Regions from separate parts of the Rattus norvegicus genome. Here region 2 is linked to region 1. The links are chromatin contacts, called in public Hi-C maps. All regions are on one chromosome and are shown on one strand. Each heading gives the region's core, a stretch centred on a gene start, on an enhancer-like site or on the middle of the called end of the contact. The rest is flanking DNA. Distances are from core to core; before and after follow the strand shown. Region 1 overlaps LOC108350472 (a long non-coding RNA gene). Region 2 holds the start of Snap25 (synaptosome associated protein 25).

Region 1 (4,226 bases), core at 922-3,421:
TCTTTTGTGTTGCCTTGACTTCCATAAGGACTTTCTACTGGTGATGGAAGGCAAGATAGCTGTTGAGAGTCAGAGTCTCCAGTGTGCTTTGCTGAGTGGAGTTTTCAGAGGACTATCAGGCACAGTTACTAGAAGACAGCTGGGCGACAGGCAAGGGCACCCACCCTTAGAGATGACGCTTCCAGACTTATTTCGTGTTACAGTCATCTGGGGGACTATTAGGAAACACTTGCGCAACAGTGATTTTCATCGTTAGGGGCAACCTGTGCACCAGTATTATTTTAAACCAAGCAGTTCTAACACACAGCCAAAGCAGAGACTTACTTGTAAATTGGGACTATTAATAACTAATTATGCCTTAACCTTGGTGGACCTGGTCATATTATAGGTTACTCTAGAAGAGTAGTTTCCCATTCTGAGGGAACCCACAGGTGAGTGTGGTTAACAAGTTGCCGGGAGTGTGGACTCAGGTAGGAAGGCAGCAAGGTTAATTGTCCCTAATCTAATGTGCATTAGCAACCACGTTCAGTGAACACAAACTGCCTGCCTCCATGGCAACTTTTCAAGTTCAATTTTGAAGAACTTTTCTCCCTGGAAGCTGAAGGACAAACAATGACACCCTCAATTACAGACTCAAAAGAGCAGATCAGCTTCGGTGCTCAGAGGCTGCACACACCCCCACCCCTTGCCCACTTTAAATGGTCAGAGTTTCCGGAAGGGAGGACCATTCTGCCTGTGGGGCTCCAGCCTGGCCATTGGACGGGGCGGAGCGTCCTGGGTCTGCCGCTGCGAAGTGGTGGAGTGTTGTTTTCTCTCAGCTGGTTGGAGGGCTGGATTCTCCTCATCTCTAAGAGGGAAAGTTCTGGCCAATCACAAGAAGCCAACTGGAGACTGCGAAAGTGAGGATGAGATGGCAAAAAACAAATCTGCTCTTGTTGCCGCAGGAGACACACCTCTCTCGGAGCTCGGAGATGCCCCAGAAACTTGTCTAGCTGGAGCTGGCAGGAGCTTGGCGAGGGAGGCTGTTTAGCTGCGGCTGCTTGGGCTTGGCACTCATAATTCCTGACTGAAGTTGAACTCTGGGCCTCGAATGGTCCCAGGGGTTCTATTAGAATTTTTATGTGAGGAGCAATGAAGTGAAGGGCTAAGGAAAGGCAAAGGGGAAAGGAATGGGTCGGAAACTCCATTCTGTGATTCTTGCCAGCATTCTTCCCTGAATCTGTTTCATAACCTGTAAAATGGGCGCTTAAATGCCCTCTGAGACTCTTACTGGCTCTAAATTGGAGGTTATGGTGGAGAAGCAGGCGAGGGCCACTAGTCTGTTTGCCTTAAAATCAAGTGGTATTGCCAGGGCAGCATTTTGAACCTTCCCACATTTTATGAGCAAAAGACTTTCATCTGCTCCCTCCCCCCACCCCCAAGAACCTTGGCTCTGATTTCAGTAACAGAATGCTTGGGAGGACCCCCACTGCTACAGAGGGCTTTAGTTTCCATACGACGGAAGGGTGGGCTTCTGTACTGCAGATTAGAAGTGTCCCCAGCTCCCTTCAGCTTGTTCTGTCTTGTTTTGTTGGGTTTTGTGTTTCTGATCTTCTCCTGCCCTCTGCTCTCCGCTCCCCTTCCTCCTCTCCTCCCCTCCTTCCTCTTAGAGCTGTTTACTGATCTCCCAAGTTCTGATGACGCTCTGGGCACCTAGCCAAATGCGAGGGCCCCCGAATCCATCCGGGGGTGGCTTAGAAGTCTCTGGTCTAAGGGGAAATCTCCGCGGGGCAGATGTAGAGATAAACAAATAGTGACAAGACTGTGAGAGTGCAGCGCCCCGAGGGCCCCGCGGAAATGCGCACAGACTGTTGGGAAAGCCAGAGGGACCCCTGACCCAGGGGATGCCGCACCTCGCCCCCGCCGCCGCTTGCCAGGGCGGGAGTTGAGGCTCCAGTGCCCCGCATCCGCAGTGACTCAGGAGGCCGCCCGCCCGCGTTCCTCCGCCACCCGCTCACTGCGGCACCGGGGACACAGCTCCTCCGCCCACAGCCTGCGCGGTGTCCCAGGCGCCCTCCCCGCCGGCTTGCCCGGACTGTGCCACCCCCACTTTTTGTCCGCAGTGGCGGCTATGAGGGAGCGGGGAGGGGTTGCTCCAAGATTGTTCTGCACTCGGAGAGCTGCGAGAGGGAAAAGGAAAGACAAGACCATTGGAATGACTCAGGGTTTTTGAAGCAGCTAAGCATAACAGAGGCCTCATTCCAGGATGGGGGAAAGCAAGCAAGACTCCTCAGGAGTTTCTGGCCTTAAAAACAGGTTCCTGCCCAGACTCCCAGCTTGAAATCTGCAGGAGCATAGAAATGCACTCATAATTTATAGCTCTAAAAATATCTGTATTGCTCATAAAAAGGAAATAGGGTTTGGAGACCTTGGGTATCTTCCAAATAACCATTCTACTGGTTACCAGTTCATCTTTGGAAGATAGCTACAGTTAGGGTCCTATCAGACTTAACCAACCTCAGCAAGGCTATCTCCTACCTCCAGGAACCATAGGTGCTCCTGCTAATATTTACCTAGAGGAACCCTTCCCCTCCAGAGTCACTATGGCAGCCGATTGAAGATTCTCCCTGGGGTCTTGATGTGCTTTTGCTTCAAGCTAGATATGGTCTGTGACATGTTTAGTAAAGCAGCCGGTTCCAAGTCCTGCTTCACAGAGAGGCGGTGGGAAGCAGCTTGTTTCTCTCGGCCATACCAGCTGGATTCCCTCAGAAGGAGACAGCTGTCGTTTCTTCATACATCAGTCAATACTATGCTAAAAGCAAAGAAAGACCATTGTTTGCTACGTATCTTCCTGTCCACAGTAGTTACCAATCTGAGAAGACCCTCCATGATCTCCACCTGCCATTTCTCATCCTCTGGTCTTCCATGTGGCCTCCCTCCTTTCTGGTCATGCTGGTTTTTCTGTTTCTTAAACTCATCGCTGAGCATCTCTGCCTCTGGGTCTTTGGGCATGGCCGATGGTCCTCCACAGGTAAAGTGAGGCCCCCAGATGCTTCAAAGGCCATCCTATCCAAAATAGATTCTGTCCATGGCAGCTGTGCCAAATGTCCCCCTTCTTGCATTTACTTCATTACACATTATTGTTCACTAAATAGAACATCTCCTCTAAAGAATGAGTCCCTTGGGATCAAGGGCTTTATCTTGTGAATCATTCTAGTGCCCATGGCTGGCACATTGTAAGTGTTTGATAAATATGTGAAGAAAGAACAAGACCAGGCAGAGCTTGCTCAACTTCATAAGTGAATGACCTTTCCCAAGAATATCTGTGGTCTCACACTCAAACTGGTTGGCTAGCAATGATCTTGAACTGAAGTCAGATTAGACCATGAGCCCTGAGCAAGCTGGACATCTAAATAAGATGTATATTTCAGTATTCCCCAATCTCTCTGTAAGCTCAAATGACCCATTCCTTTGGAATGTAAATATTTTAAGCTGTTAATTTAAATAGATGTTGGTATGCTCACAACACAGTCAGTGTTATCCCTATATCTATGTCTTTCTCCACTTTTCAAGGCTTGGAGGGAGGCCAACGTTTATCAGGCTTATGGACTTCTTACTGTAGCTCACTAAATTATTGTAGTCAACTGGTCAACTGCCATGTGCTGCAATGGGATGGCCACTCATCTGGCAAGAGCCATAGCAGTAGTCATTTCTCTCCCAGCCAGTTTATAGTTTATAGCCATACCAACTCGTTTCCTTTCTTAGCAATTTCCTTTGTATAGCTAAATCTTATAAAGAATGTTCAAGAATCTCAGCAACCCTAGTGCTTTTAAAAATACCATGATGTGAAAAAAATAACAGCAAAATTGGGTTTAAGTCTTGGCTGCTTTATTTACCAGCAGGGGGTCACTTCTTTTTTATTCTTAGTCCTAATTTGAGCAGTTAAGAGTCCTGCTACCCTTCTGCCTCCCAAGACCACCACTGTGAGGGTCAGATGAATTAGTGCAAAATAAAGTGCTTTGTAAGTGTCGGCACTGGGTGGGGACTCCAGCAACCAGCATGATGCTGAAGGGGGGAGGGGAGGGGGAGGGAGAGGGAGGGGGATGTGCAAAACACTGAGAACTAAAGCCCACCTTTCTGAGGTCTGGCTCAGGCTAGGAACTGTGTATAAACAGAGTTGACTGAGGGTTGTTAAGAAAGGGACTCAGAACCAAATGGAAAATCTGGAGGCATCAAGAATTAAGTCT
Region 2 (4,794 bases), core at 149-2,648, 39 kb before region 1:
CAGATAACCCATATTCTTGATAAAAAAAAAACCCATAGGGATGCAATTGTCCTATGTCTAGATAGTACTCGCATTATCATATAAGCCCACTTGAGCCCACCTAATATCAACATATCTACCCCGTGTTAAAAACAAAAAATTACAGTGTTCGTGTCATAATGGAGGCTAAGTGACCGTTTTTAAAAGTATGCTTTCTTTTTCTGTTTTTCTGTTTTTCTGTTTGTTTTGTTTTGTTGCTTTTTTTTTCTTAACCAAGGCACAGGGAGAAATACAGAAGGCTTCTACAAGTAGTCTGTTATTTCTTGAAGCTACGTGGGAGGTGAGGAAGAGAGCAGGCAATTGTCTGTAAATAAATCCCCGATGACAGGATTTATTCTTCTGCCTTTCTTTTAATCTATCACGCCAGCTTTATTAAGACTTTCTCTAAGATCTGGATCTCAGAGAGAAAATTTGGCCTCCAGCCCTAGCCAGGCGGCTCTGCAGCAGGTAATGCGGCGCTGCAGCCGGATCGCTGTCCGCGGTGCTGAAAGGTCAGGGCGCCGACACGGGCGCCGAGCACTCCTGTCCAGGGTGCTGAGCTCCCTCCACGCACCCCAACAGCCTAGCCCACCGCGCTAACCCCCTAGAGCTTTGCCACTCTGCAGCCCCTTCCCGCCTGCAGCTGACTTGGGGCAGGCGGCATAAATCAAGTCTGTGGGACGTGGAGGCTGCTACCGTTGCGGCAGCTCAGCTTGCCCAGGGCGGGAACTACCCCCCTTCTCCTTTCGCCTCCCCAGCGCCCACACCCTGCCTTCTCATCTCCCTTGGGTAGCAGTGCCCTAAACACTACAGTCATAATCATAGGGTTGGAACGAACGACAAGATCATGTTTTGCTTTTAAATTCTAGTCTACAGGAAAAAAAACCGCAAGCCTAATAACCTAAACATATCTCAAAACTGCATCGCAAGATGGAAGAGGGTCCCACGGCTGCTTCAAAAGAGTAAGTTATTATTCTATACACATCCTCGCTATTTTTTCCACCACTCCACCTGCAGTGTCCCCATTCACTCCTTCTCCCAACAGCTCACCTGAAAAATACTTTTATGTGGCCCCAGGCAAGAATCTAGGCAGACGAGCACACAGGGAATACCGCACCCTAAGTGCACCACTACTTGTATTTACCCAGGCTCACTTGGGCTGCCAGCTGCAGTCCCTTCTGTGTATGCAGCCATGCAGGGCCAGGGCCAGGATCGGAGGAGGGGGCTCTTTACCTTGTCTTCTTCAGAGGATGCTGTCCGCTGATCCCTGCAGGTAGCAAGAGTGGAGGAGCCGCCGGGTAGGGAGGGAAGGAAAGACAGCTCCAGACCTCCCCGAGGTTTCGTCTTCAATGCAACGTGAGCTCTGCCCTCATCAAAGATGGCCGTTCCTTTGACGTCAGCAGCTTTTAATAGCCGGCTCCTCGAGGGGCGGGGAGGAAGTGTGATGGGGGAGGGCGGAGGGAGGAAGGTGGCTGGGGGCGGTAGGGGAGGAGCCGGGAGGTGCGGAGCGCTTGACTCAGCTCCCCGAGCGCTTTGCAGCAAACCTTTTTATTTCAATCTTTTATAAACATCCAAATGGAGCGATTCTTTTGACTCCATTTTAGCACTGTCTTGGGAAACACACATTTCTTGCGACTGTTTTCCTGATGGCCTATGCCTTTCCTTGTGTGTGCATGCATATGTGAATATATGTATGTATATAGGTGTGTTTGGAATGTATATACAATTACAATAATGTAAATACATACATATTTATATGTAAAACGTTCCCCTGATGATTTGTCTTTGGTTGAGTCACAGACACGAGAGGAAGGTAAAGGAATAGAAGGGTAACGATATGAGGGATTGGGATAGATTTCTGTTGTGATTTATTTTCTCCAGAGAAGGGGGTCTGTCTGAAGAGGCATTCCCCTTGGCTCTCACCAGCTCCTTGCCTGACCAGGTTACTTAGGTTGCTATTTTTATGAGTAGTTATTGTATTAAAGCAGCATTGCGGGTTTAGTGTTCTCATTTAATCATAGCCAGTTGGGGAAAGGCTCACACTTTTCTTTTAAAGTACGTCAGAGCAGTTATCGCCAAGATAACGCTGGAGATGGGAAAAGGGAGAGGGAAGCTAGTTAGCCCTGCTAGTTTGCCTTTGCGGTCTCAGGGCTTTGAGTTGTGAGTTGTTTGCTCAGGGCTTATAGATGACTAGATGACGCTGTATCCGGTTGAATTTGCAGTCCGGACCTAGGATGATGTTCGGGTTTCTTAGACCATGTCCAGAGGACGAAGCATGCATGTCCAGACATCAGGAGGGAAGGTGGCTAGGACCTGACAGAAATCTGGAGTGTCACTCACTCATTACACAAGCCCCTGGCACTTGCAGTGGCCAAACCACTGAAGCTCGGGGGGAGGGGGAGGGGGAGGGGGCTGGAATGAGCAAGAACGTCCACTTCTGCTGGTTCAGATGAAAGATTAGAAGTAATAACCACACAACATAATCCTGTCTTCGCTTGTCGTGCGTCAGGAGCCGTCAGGAGCGGTCAGGAGCTGGGGAGGGCGGGCGGCGATATGCAAATAACTCGGTGGTGCAGCCTCTGGATGATTCACAGGTGTTGGGGAGGTTGTCCGGGTTCTAGGCAGTGAGGGAGAGCTGGGGAGCGCGTGGGAGGTGGGGGACCTCTTCTCAGGAACTGTTTGTACTTTTCCGCGGAGGATGCGATTAGAAGTCGTGCCTTGCAATCTTAAAACTTGATGGCCTCTTGGGCGATGGAAAATCCTTTTCTCTTAGAAACACATACACACACACACACACACACACACACACACACACACACACACACACACACAAAGCAACGTGCAAACGCTACCCCGCCACACAGGCCCCCCACCGTCTCAGTCACACACACACACACACACACACACACACACACACACACACACACACACACACAAGCTCACTGGCTTTAAAAGCAGGCTTAGGTGATAAAGCTTTTAATTGTAGGTGAAGATGGTCGGGGAGCCGAGGTGGGAGGGGGAAGACTTGTAAAGGGATTGTGTGGACCAGAGGAGCACAATTCGCTTTTTCGGAAAGATACCCAGATCCAAGGGATATTTTGAAATCTTAATGTTTGCGATGATAATGGTGTTTGGATTTTTATTAAAACCAGATTCCTGGAGTATTGCTGCTGCAATTTGCTTATTTAAAAATTATTCAACATTTGAAAATTTTGTACGACAGAAAAAAAATATGCCTGGTCCTCCCTCAGCTGCCACTCTAGCTCTTATTTTCATTATAATAAAGCTCGAAGGAATAGGCTTAAGAATGTAATCTTTTTCCGTTATGATATGACTTGAAAATAAAAAGGCAGCATTCAGGGTTGGCAGAGATAGACAAACTACCCTGCAATAAGGAGAAAGAAAATATGTATAGGGCTCTCTGACTAGAAATCATTCAGGCAGAAAGTTTGTGAAAGAATGGGGGCGGGGGATTTTCCATTTTTTTTAAAGTACGTCATTGATGGATCCTCATTCTGCAGGCAAAAGTGATGTGGCAAGCACCGGAGAGAAGTGCTCGGTGTTCCTCACACTGACAACTTCAAAAATTACAGAGAGGAAGACAGAGTCATACTGACTCATGGTGCCACAGAAAACACTAGCATCCCCTCAGAAAGAGGTGACACATTGTTCATATCTGTATGCTCCTTCAGAAAGTGATGCTGTATGAGAATTTCTTCATGCTTGGGAAGCACTAAGATCTAATCTGAGAGAGTCTGGGAAAGCAGAAGCTTTTTGTATATAACAGGATAGTCCTTAATATACTTTGAATATCATAATGAGATTTCCTCCAAGGGTGTTTTCTCTTGTTTCATTAAAATAAAGCACAACAAACAAAAACTCCCATGGTGATGTTTGACAGTCCCTGGCCATCAGATTTACTCTGGCCCATACAGAGAAGCAAGGTGAAGATAATTTTGCTCTGAAATGATTTAGCTGCTTCTGAGTCCCCTCTATAAAGAACCAGTATGTACAGTTACTGATGCCAAGGAATTCGCTGCTGTGATTGATGGGTATGTGTGGTATGCTAATGCAATCTCTGAACGCTCCCTGCTATACCATGCCCCCAAGCATTCTAATTTGCAATGGTTATGCTTGGAATACTAAGTAAAGTTCAAGATTCATAGCCAGGTGGGAGGCTGAGCCAGGTGCTTCACTGTGAGTTCAAGGCCAGCCTGAGCTATATAGTAAGTTGAAGCTAGCTGGACTTTATAGTAAGATCTTGCTCTAAAACTGCAAAATATGAATGAATAAATACATGAATAAATAAAAATACAGAAAACAAGCAAGAAAAAAATTCCCCAAAACTCCAAGGATCATTAGTTGGCTTGATAATAACAATTTTTGATGAATTACTTTTGTTGTTTGACAATTTCATGCATTCATATATTATATTCTGATTATTCTCTCTTCCACGTTCTCTCTTAAGTTTTTCTCATCATCTTTTTAATTCCTCTTCTTCTATATCCCTACCACTTTCTTCCTTGGTTCACAACTGTGGGCTTTGTTTTGTGGCCCATTTAGTTTCCCCGGGGGGCTATCTGCGTAACCATTGAATTGGAAGTATTCAATGGAGTCTGATGAGGCCATCAGTGAGTACACAACTGAAGGTGATGGATGATCTCTTCATTCCCTGAAGATGAGGGTAACACCCAGTTCTGAAGTGAATGATAGGGCTCCAGAGTCCCTCCTCCATCCATACCTGACAGTTCACAGACTCATTTCTTTTGCAGACAT

What was found. A called contact is a pair of places that touch in the nucleus more often than the background predicts.
Region 2: a Hi-C map of prefrontal cortex shows a contact between it and region 1, with 4 times the contacts expected there. The contact joins the promoter of Snap25 here to the enhancer-like site in region 1. A contact is called at or near these places in 3 of 12 Hi-C or Micro-C datasets (the A7r5 cell line, frontal cortex and prefrontal cortex).

What each region holds. Positions count from the first base shown.
Region 1 is chr3:144,453,971-144,458,196 of GRCr8, reverse strand. The region is part of intron 1 of LOC108350472 (a long non-coding RNA gene); the gene reads left to right. Among named protein-coding and RNA genes, the nearest start is that of Snap25, 39 kb to the left of the region's middle. Within about 2 kb of position 2,171, at least 80 of the 93 cell types and tissues checked have an H3K27ac peak or open chromatin away from gene starts, as enhancers often do. A contact at or near this core is called in the A7r5 cell line and prefrontal cortex, where this site is marked.
Region 2 is chr3:144,491,199-144,495,992 of GRCr8, reverse strand. It overlaps Snap25 (synaptosome associated protein 25), which reads right to left and starts at 1,398. Exons shown (of 8, transcript NM_030991.3): 1 at 1,252-1,398. LOC108350472 (a long non-coding RNA gene) reads left to right here. Exons shown (of 3, transcript XR_010064909.1): 1 at 1-980.